Linked DNA regions of Anser cygnoides: region 1 is linked to region 2. A link is a contact called in public Hi-C data. All regions are on one chromosome and are shown on one strand. Each heading gives the region's core, a stretch centred on a gene start, on an enhancer-like site or on the middle of the called end of the contact. The rest is flanking DNA. Distances are from core to core; before and after follow the strand shown. Region 1 holds the start of RASSF8 (Ras association domain family member 8). Region 2 overlaps RASSF8 (Ras association domain family member 8).

Region 1 (3,420 bases), core at 792-3,291, 76 kb before region 2:
ATGTCAGGGCTCTTTCTAGCTACAAAAACCGTCACAACCAGCAAGTGAAACACCAAGACAATACAGAGCATAAATATTTTATGCCTTGTTATGTATGTTCTGAAGATCTTCAACAGAAATCTCTTAATTACGGCCATGAATTTCTCCTCCATAATATTTCTCCTCCCATTAATGTAAAATTTCTAAGAGCAAGTCAGATTGCAAGGGTATAAAAACTGTTGGGTTTGAGAAGCTTATCAGAAAGCTAGCTTTCAACATAAAATTGGGTGTTTGATGTTCTGCTGAACACCTGGAGTGATGAACAATACAAGCCCAATGATTTATCAAGTACTTGCTTTCCGTAAACCATTAACTTCTTGAAAAAAGTTTTTCTCCTCCTAACAATAATTGGTTTCCCAGATCACTCTCCTTCCTTCATACGAAATCCTGAGAAGGCTGGATTTTGAGAAAGGATCTTGCATGAGTTTTACAGCTTCTATTGTGCTTACATGCTTCATGAAAAAAAAAGGAAGTAGCATTGTGAAAGGGTACTTCTCAGGAATTAAAGGAATACTTGGCTAAACGTCTGCAGCAAATGGTCTACCTGGAAAACACAGCCCTTTTTCCTGCTTGTAAACTGTCTGCTGACACAATCTTTAACAATATGCACACCTACGAAGGTAATGGTGAAAAACGCGTAGCGCAAACAAATCTCATCCTGTAGACTACTGGAAAACTGGTCACCAACACCATTTCTAGAGGTATCCCTCTAGTGTTTTGTTTTTCTTAAGGTGTGTATGTAGCTGACCATGTAGATCACATGTTCCCTGACAGATGCCCAACTTGTGATATTCTATGATTCTATGCACAAATATTTGTAATTTCTTCCTAACCATACCTCATTTTGTGTGCTTAAAGCCTTTCACACAGACTGCTTAACACCTCCTCCTGTCTAAAAAGAGAATGAAAAGGCCTAGGTGCAGGTCACACCTAAAAGTGATGTCCCTGTCTCCAGAAAACTCTTTTTCTGGAACTTTGCCTTGCCAGGCGTGCTTATGAAAAATACGCTCAGCGGTATGGTTATGATGTGATCGCAACACAACGTCCATACCAACTAGAAATATTTGTAGAAACATCCCCAAGCCCAAATCTCGCAGATACTTCTGTGCTTGCATTTTGATCGAAGTGTGCCACGCTCAGAAGCTGTGCTTCTGAGCCATGAGGAAAGGTGTGGAACGTTGTTAACATGGTGGTAAGACGAACGGCCAAAGGAGTTCTCTTGGAGAGGCTCCTTCCCAAACCATCAGTGTCTCTTGGCCTCTGGACATGGTCCAGGGGCTGTTTTGGGAAGGCCATCAGCCCCACGAAGAGCCAGGCGTCACCACTGCAGGCAGCTGAGAGCAGACCCAGCGCAAACATTCGTAGACAGCAGTAAATGCCTGTGAATCACAGCTCTCAAGTTCTTTTTTTTTTTTCTTTTCGCCTTTGAAACAGTCATCTTCCTATTCCAAGCTGTACAATCACAAAACTGATTAAAAGTTCTTATTCAAAACTTTCAGCCAAAATAGCCTCTTGCTCAAGATTCTTTGCTGCCCTGAGTTTTTTTTTTTTGTTTGTTTTTTTTCCCCCAGGGAATTTTCCATCATCAAAAACCCAGCGCAGGAAACAACAGCAAACACTGACTGCCGGCTTTCCACATTTCAGTTAAAAACAAGCGACGAAGGCATTCTCACTCCTCCCAGAAACAATAAGGAAAAGTCAGGGAGAGGGAAAAAAAATTTAAAAAAAAGGAAGGAGAGGGAGCAACAGAACCCAGTGCCAGGTCCCAGCTGGGGGTCTCCTATCCTTCCTCCTCTTCCTCCAGGGCTCGCTTCAGGGGGGTCCAGCCGCCCCGGGGGAACCGCCGCTGACAACCCAGGGACCCGCTGCTAGTCCCCGTCCCGTCCCCGGTGCCTCGCGGCCGGCGGTGGGCGTGCGGCTGCGGCTTTAAGAGCTCCCACAATGCCGCGCTGGCGTCCCAGTTCCGTTACATGGCTCCCCCGCTGAAGGGGAGCGGGGCAGAGGCAGGAAGGAGGCGGGGGCGGCCGCGCACACCCCCACCGCAGCCGCCCTCGGCGGGGCCAGGCGGAGCCGAGCCCGCGGTCCCCCCGCCCCGTTTCCCCGCGGGGCAGAGGCGGGGCCGCGGCCGTTGGGGCCGTTGGCGCTGCCCGGAGCCGCTGCGGGACGGGCGCCCGGCGGCAGAGCGGTGAGTGCGCGGCGGGGGAGTCCTGACTGCCCGCTCCCCGGCTCCCCTCGGCTCTGTTTTCCTCTTTCCCCCTCACGCCTGCCTTGCTCTTTCCTGCCCCCGCGCTCCTCCATTCCCTTTCCCTGCCCCGGCGTTTGGTCTCCGTCTTTCCCTCCATCGAGGGTGCTGCTCGGCGCCCTTGCGAGCGGAGTTGGGCAGCTCTTCGTGCTCGGGGAAGCCTTCGCAGGACTTCTCATCCTCCTCACTCGCTGTCCCCAGCGGGGGAATTTCCCCTCTTTCCTTTTTTTTTTTTTGTTTTGTTTGTTTGCGACGTGGACTAGTTTTGGTCTCCCCACCCCCCCCACCCCCCCCCTTCCTCTCCAGACAGTGCCGGTTTGTTTCATGATTAATCTCTTTTATTCCTGTCCCAACCCCTCCTTTCCCCTTTCTCTCCCCCAGTGAGAAAAAGATTAAAAGAAAAGCTGTTTTGCTAGCAGGGAATGCATGAGATATGTATATTTATTTGTTTTTGGGGAGAGCAGTGATGAGGAAAGCTTAAGCAGCGGGACAGTCAAGAGGCACCAGCTCCACAGGGTATGGAAATGGGCTCTGGTCCTCGGTTCGTGCTGCCCGGCAGCATGGGTGTGGAGGTCTGGTCCTGGATCCGTTTTGGGCTCTTGTAGTAGCCTAGTGTGTGCCAACCCGTGTGCCTGTCGGTGGGATGGTGGTTTCATGTGCCAGAGGTGTGGGGTGCGGGTCTGTGGCTTGTGGGCTTCATTGCTGGGGAGAATACGAAGGGGGGAAGGTTATGGATTTCTGTGTCCCCTCTGGAATGACACCTGTCATGCGTTACATCCGAAAATTGCAGTTGTGTCAGAGCTTGCCCCATTAGCAGAATAGCTGGAAACTACCTACACCCGCATCAGAAAGCTCTGTGGTGTGGCTTTTGAAGTCTGGCTTGGACTTCACAAGCTTCTGTCTCATCCCCAGCATCACGCATTCAGATGAAGGATGTGCTGTGCAGAGTAAGTCAATCAGTTGCCTGATGATTTTACCAAGACACCTGTTTAAGGGCTTTGGTGCTCTCAATTAATTGTGCTGGGTAGTGTTCTGATTGTGTTGTGCTGTAAAAGTGAAGCCTGATGGTAGAGAAATAATTTATCAATAATGTGAACTCCTTAGGTCAGATTCAAAGAGTGTAGCCCTGGATTGTGTTG
Region 2 (3,462 bases), core at 824-3,323:
CTGAATAGAGTAAACCTAGGTAATGATCTTAGACGAGGACAGCTTTGTTTTAGACTAGTACTGAACTCCAGGTGTGGCTGTTGAACTCTGTAAATACAACTTTTACTAAATACTTTCCTTTCTGTGGCTCTTGAGCATGGAGTTCATTATTTAGGACGGCATGTTGATTTGGAATCCTGATCTAAGACGGAAATAGTTCTTGGCAAGCACTTTGCTTAATTCCCCTTTTCATTTTTGGTTGAGATTGCTAGCTTTATTCCCTTACCCCCTTTTCTATTTTGCCTCTTATTATGTTTCTTTTAAGCAGTGCATTTAGTAGCAAAGCGAATAGAACTTGCATGCTGACCACTCCCCTAGTGGTACTCTAATTACAATTTTAAGACTTCTTTGAACCTGGCTGTTTCTGACACAACAAGAACATTAGTAGCATTACCATGATTACAAGATGAAAGCTGAAAGCTTTTAAGATTAACAGAATAGAGTGGAAAATACAACCTTTGTCCTAGGATCTGTAGCATGCTTTTACTTCATTTTTCTTCCTCGGGGTTTTATTGTTAGTACGCTGTGGCAAATAGCACTAGGTTTATTTTCCTATAATAACACTGATGCTTACTACAAACTATAAATTTTCGTGGATCAATGAGCAATATTGTGGGTTGGTGAAACAAACAAATAAATAAATAAAATCTGACTTTGTATCTTGGCATAATAAACTTGGTTTTGAAGTACTTCATGACAATAAACTTTTAAATCTGTTTCTGAAAATGTGGGCTAAGCACAGTAGTATGTTTATCGATAGACTTTTATTTTTCCCCAGTGCTTACCTCAAGTCGTTTATTTATAAGGCATTAGGGGAGGCGGAATGCAGTTTCCATGCTGCTTGCCCTATTTTGCTGACTTCAATTAGTTAAATCTTTGCATCTTCTTTGAGCTTTCACTCCTGACTTGGAAGTGAATGTGGATGCTTTGGTCTCTTATTTGGCCAGCTAACTATTGCTGGTGTGATCCACCAGCCAAAGCAATCTGCTTTCTAGATTGTGCCTGTCAAGCCGATTTTTGTTGTTGTCTTCATCATGAACTAATTGTGAGAAAGTGAGATCAGAGGAACCATTTCCAGCAAACTACCCATTCTCCTGGGGAGCTCTTTCTAAGGCTGGTCTGATGCTAGCAGATTTTAGGGGGCTACACCACTTGGTAATTGGCACAGCAGAGCTTGCCTCCTGCAAATTTGAGGTGGGGAGTCTGTGCGAGTGTTGTGGTTGGAGGCCAGAGGCAGACTTTCAGCCTAAGACTGGGGATATTTTTGTTCCTTGGGGGAAAGTGCACTGGCTAGGCAGGTGGAGAAAGTAAAGAAAACACATCAGATGGATAATTACATTTATTCCAACTCCCCCACCTCATAGTTGCACAAATGACTGGCATTTCAAGCATTTATGTGCTGACGTAAATTACCATTTAAATGATGGTCTGTTGTGGCAATGGATATATGTACGGCATTAAAATAGCAAACGCTGTTTTTAAGGCTAATGGTAACTGCAGAAGCGTTCCAAAATCCGCTGGGATAACGCGTGCTTTAAAACCAGTCGATTTTCGGCACCTTTTTGCCCCCGACGGCGGGGCTTTCGCCCTCACGACGGAGACCCCGCGGTGTGGGTCCGTCCGTCGGTCTGTGGGGGCGCCCCGCGGGCCGTGCCGGGGAAAGGCCACCCGGAGCCGCCGACGGGGCCGTCGGCGGGCCCTGCCCGGCGCGGCGGCCCCCCCTGGCGGCGGCGCGGTCGGTGACGGCTGTCCTTGTCCTTGTCCCTTCAGGGCGCACCGGGCGCTACGCGCTGATCGAGAAGTGGCGGGACACCGAGCGGCACCTGGCGCCCCACGAGAACCCCGTGGTGTCGCTCAACAAGTGGGGGCAGTATGCCAGCGACGTGCAGCTGATCCTGCGCCGCACCGGGCCCTCCCTGAGTGAGAGGCCCACCTCGGACAGTGTGGCTCGCGTCCCTGAGAGGACTTTGTACCGGCAGAGCCTGCCACCCCTGGCCAAGCTGCGGCCCCCAAATGACAAAGCCATGAAGCGGAGGGAGCCAAAAAGGAAGTCCTTGACCTTCACTGGTGGGGCGAAGGGGCTAATGGACATCTTCGGTAAAAGTAAAGAGTCCGAGTTCAAGCAGAAGGTGCTCAACAACTGCAAGACGACAGCAGAAGAGCTGAAGAAACTGATTCACCTCCAGACAGAGAAACTGCAGTGCATTGAGAAGCAGCTGGAGTCCAACGAGGCGGAGATCCGGTACTGGGAGCAGAAGTACAACTCCAGTCTGGAGGAAGAAATCCTCAAGCTAGAGCAGAAGATCAAAAGAAATGAAGTAGAGATCGAGGAGGAAGAGTTCTGGGAAAACGAGCTGCAGATCGAGCAAGAGAATGAGAAGCAACTGAAGGAGCAGCTCCAGGAGATGAGGCAGAGGATCCTGGAATGCGAGAGCAAGCTGAAGGACTACGTGTCGCAGATCCATAATATGGAGAGTGGCCTCGAAGCAGAGAAGTTGCATCGGGAAGTTCAAGAATCCCAAGTGAATGAAGAAGAGGTCAAAGAAAAGATTGAGAAGGTGAAAGGTGAAATTGATATTCAGGGCCAGCAAAGTTTACGGTTGGAAAACGGCATCAAAGCTGTAGAAAGATCTCTGGGCCAAGCTACCAAACGGTTACAGGTAAGAACGACCTTTTTATCTATGGCTAAACAAAAGTCAAAAACCTGATTATAATGATTTTTTCTAGCATAGATTTCAAGTTGACGAAAGAACGCATAAGAAACTTTCCGTGGTGAACTTACGTAAAAGGAAGAAAAAGTTGCTCCCGTTTTCAAATTGCATTTCAGATTGCTTTGAAGAACAGTCAATTTTAATTTTACCTATCACACACAACCTCTCCTTATTTACATGCAGGCTAGGTTCCTTTCCCATCAGTTACAGCCTGAGCTTGCTGCCATTCACTGGCTGCCCGGTGACCTCTGAGAAATCATTCAGAGCGTATCTTCACCATGCAGTAGAGCGTGATAGCAAAATACCAGAGCTAATATCAGCCAAAGTAGCTGAGGGCAACACAGCCGCATCCATGGCAATGCATCTGGTCCCTTTGCCCTGCTGTGAGGGAGTGCTCATTATCTCAGTGTAGCGCTGTTACGCTGATGAGTCTGGGCTGTTCCACAGCTCAGAAAAATATCATCTCCTGCATGAACAATAGCACATTCAGTGCTAGCCAAGGGATGGTTGTACTGCTGGGTGCTGAACAGGACCATAGTGCTCTTGGCCAAACTCCTTTAAAAGCATTTGTCTTCAAACCCCTGTTGATTTAGGGTTAGATAACTTGAGAATTTAGGCCCCAGCTCTTGGCAGATCAGTGCATTATATTGTTAAGTTTCAGGGAAACTGGTGCCACCGTAGCCTTTTCTGAAGCTAAACTTCTGATTGTTGT

The links. Hi-C and Micro-C count contacts between places; a contact is called where the count stands out from the background.
Region 1: a Hi-C map of liver shows a contact between it and region 2, with 1.8 times the contacts expected there. The contact joins the promoter of RASSF8 here to the enhancer-like site in region 2. A contact is called at or near these places in 3 of 7 Hi-C or Micro-C datasets (granulosa cells and liver).

The regions. Positions count from the first base shown.
Region 1 is chr1:77,074,500-77,077,919 of Taihu_goose_T2T_genome, reverse strand. It overlaps RASSF8 (Ras association domain family member 8), which reads left to right and starts at 2,041. Exons shown (of 6, transcript XM_067000502.1): 1 at 2,041-2,224.
Region 2 is chr1:76,998,717-77,002,178 of Taihu_goose_T2T_genome, reverse strand. RASSF8 (Ras association domain family member 8) reads left to right here. Exons shown (of 6, transcript XM_067000502.1): 4 at 1,810-2,699. Among named protein-coding and RNA genes, the nearest start is that of BHLHE41, 28 kb to the right of the region's middle. Within about 2 kb of position 2,073, at least 1 of the 3 cell types and tissues checked has open chromatin away from gene starts, as enhancers often do. A contact at or near this core is called in liver, where this site is marked.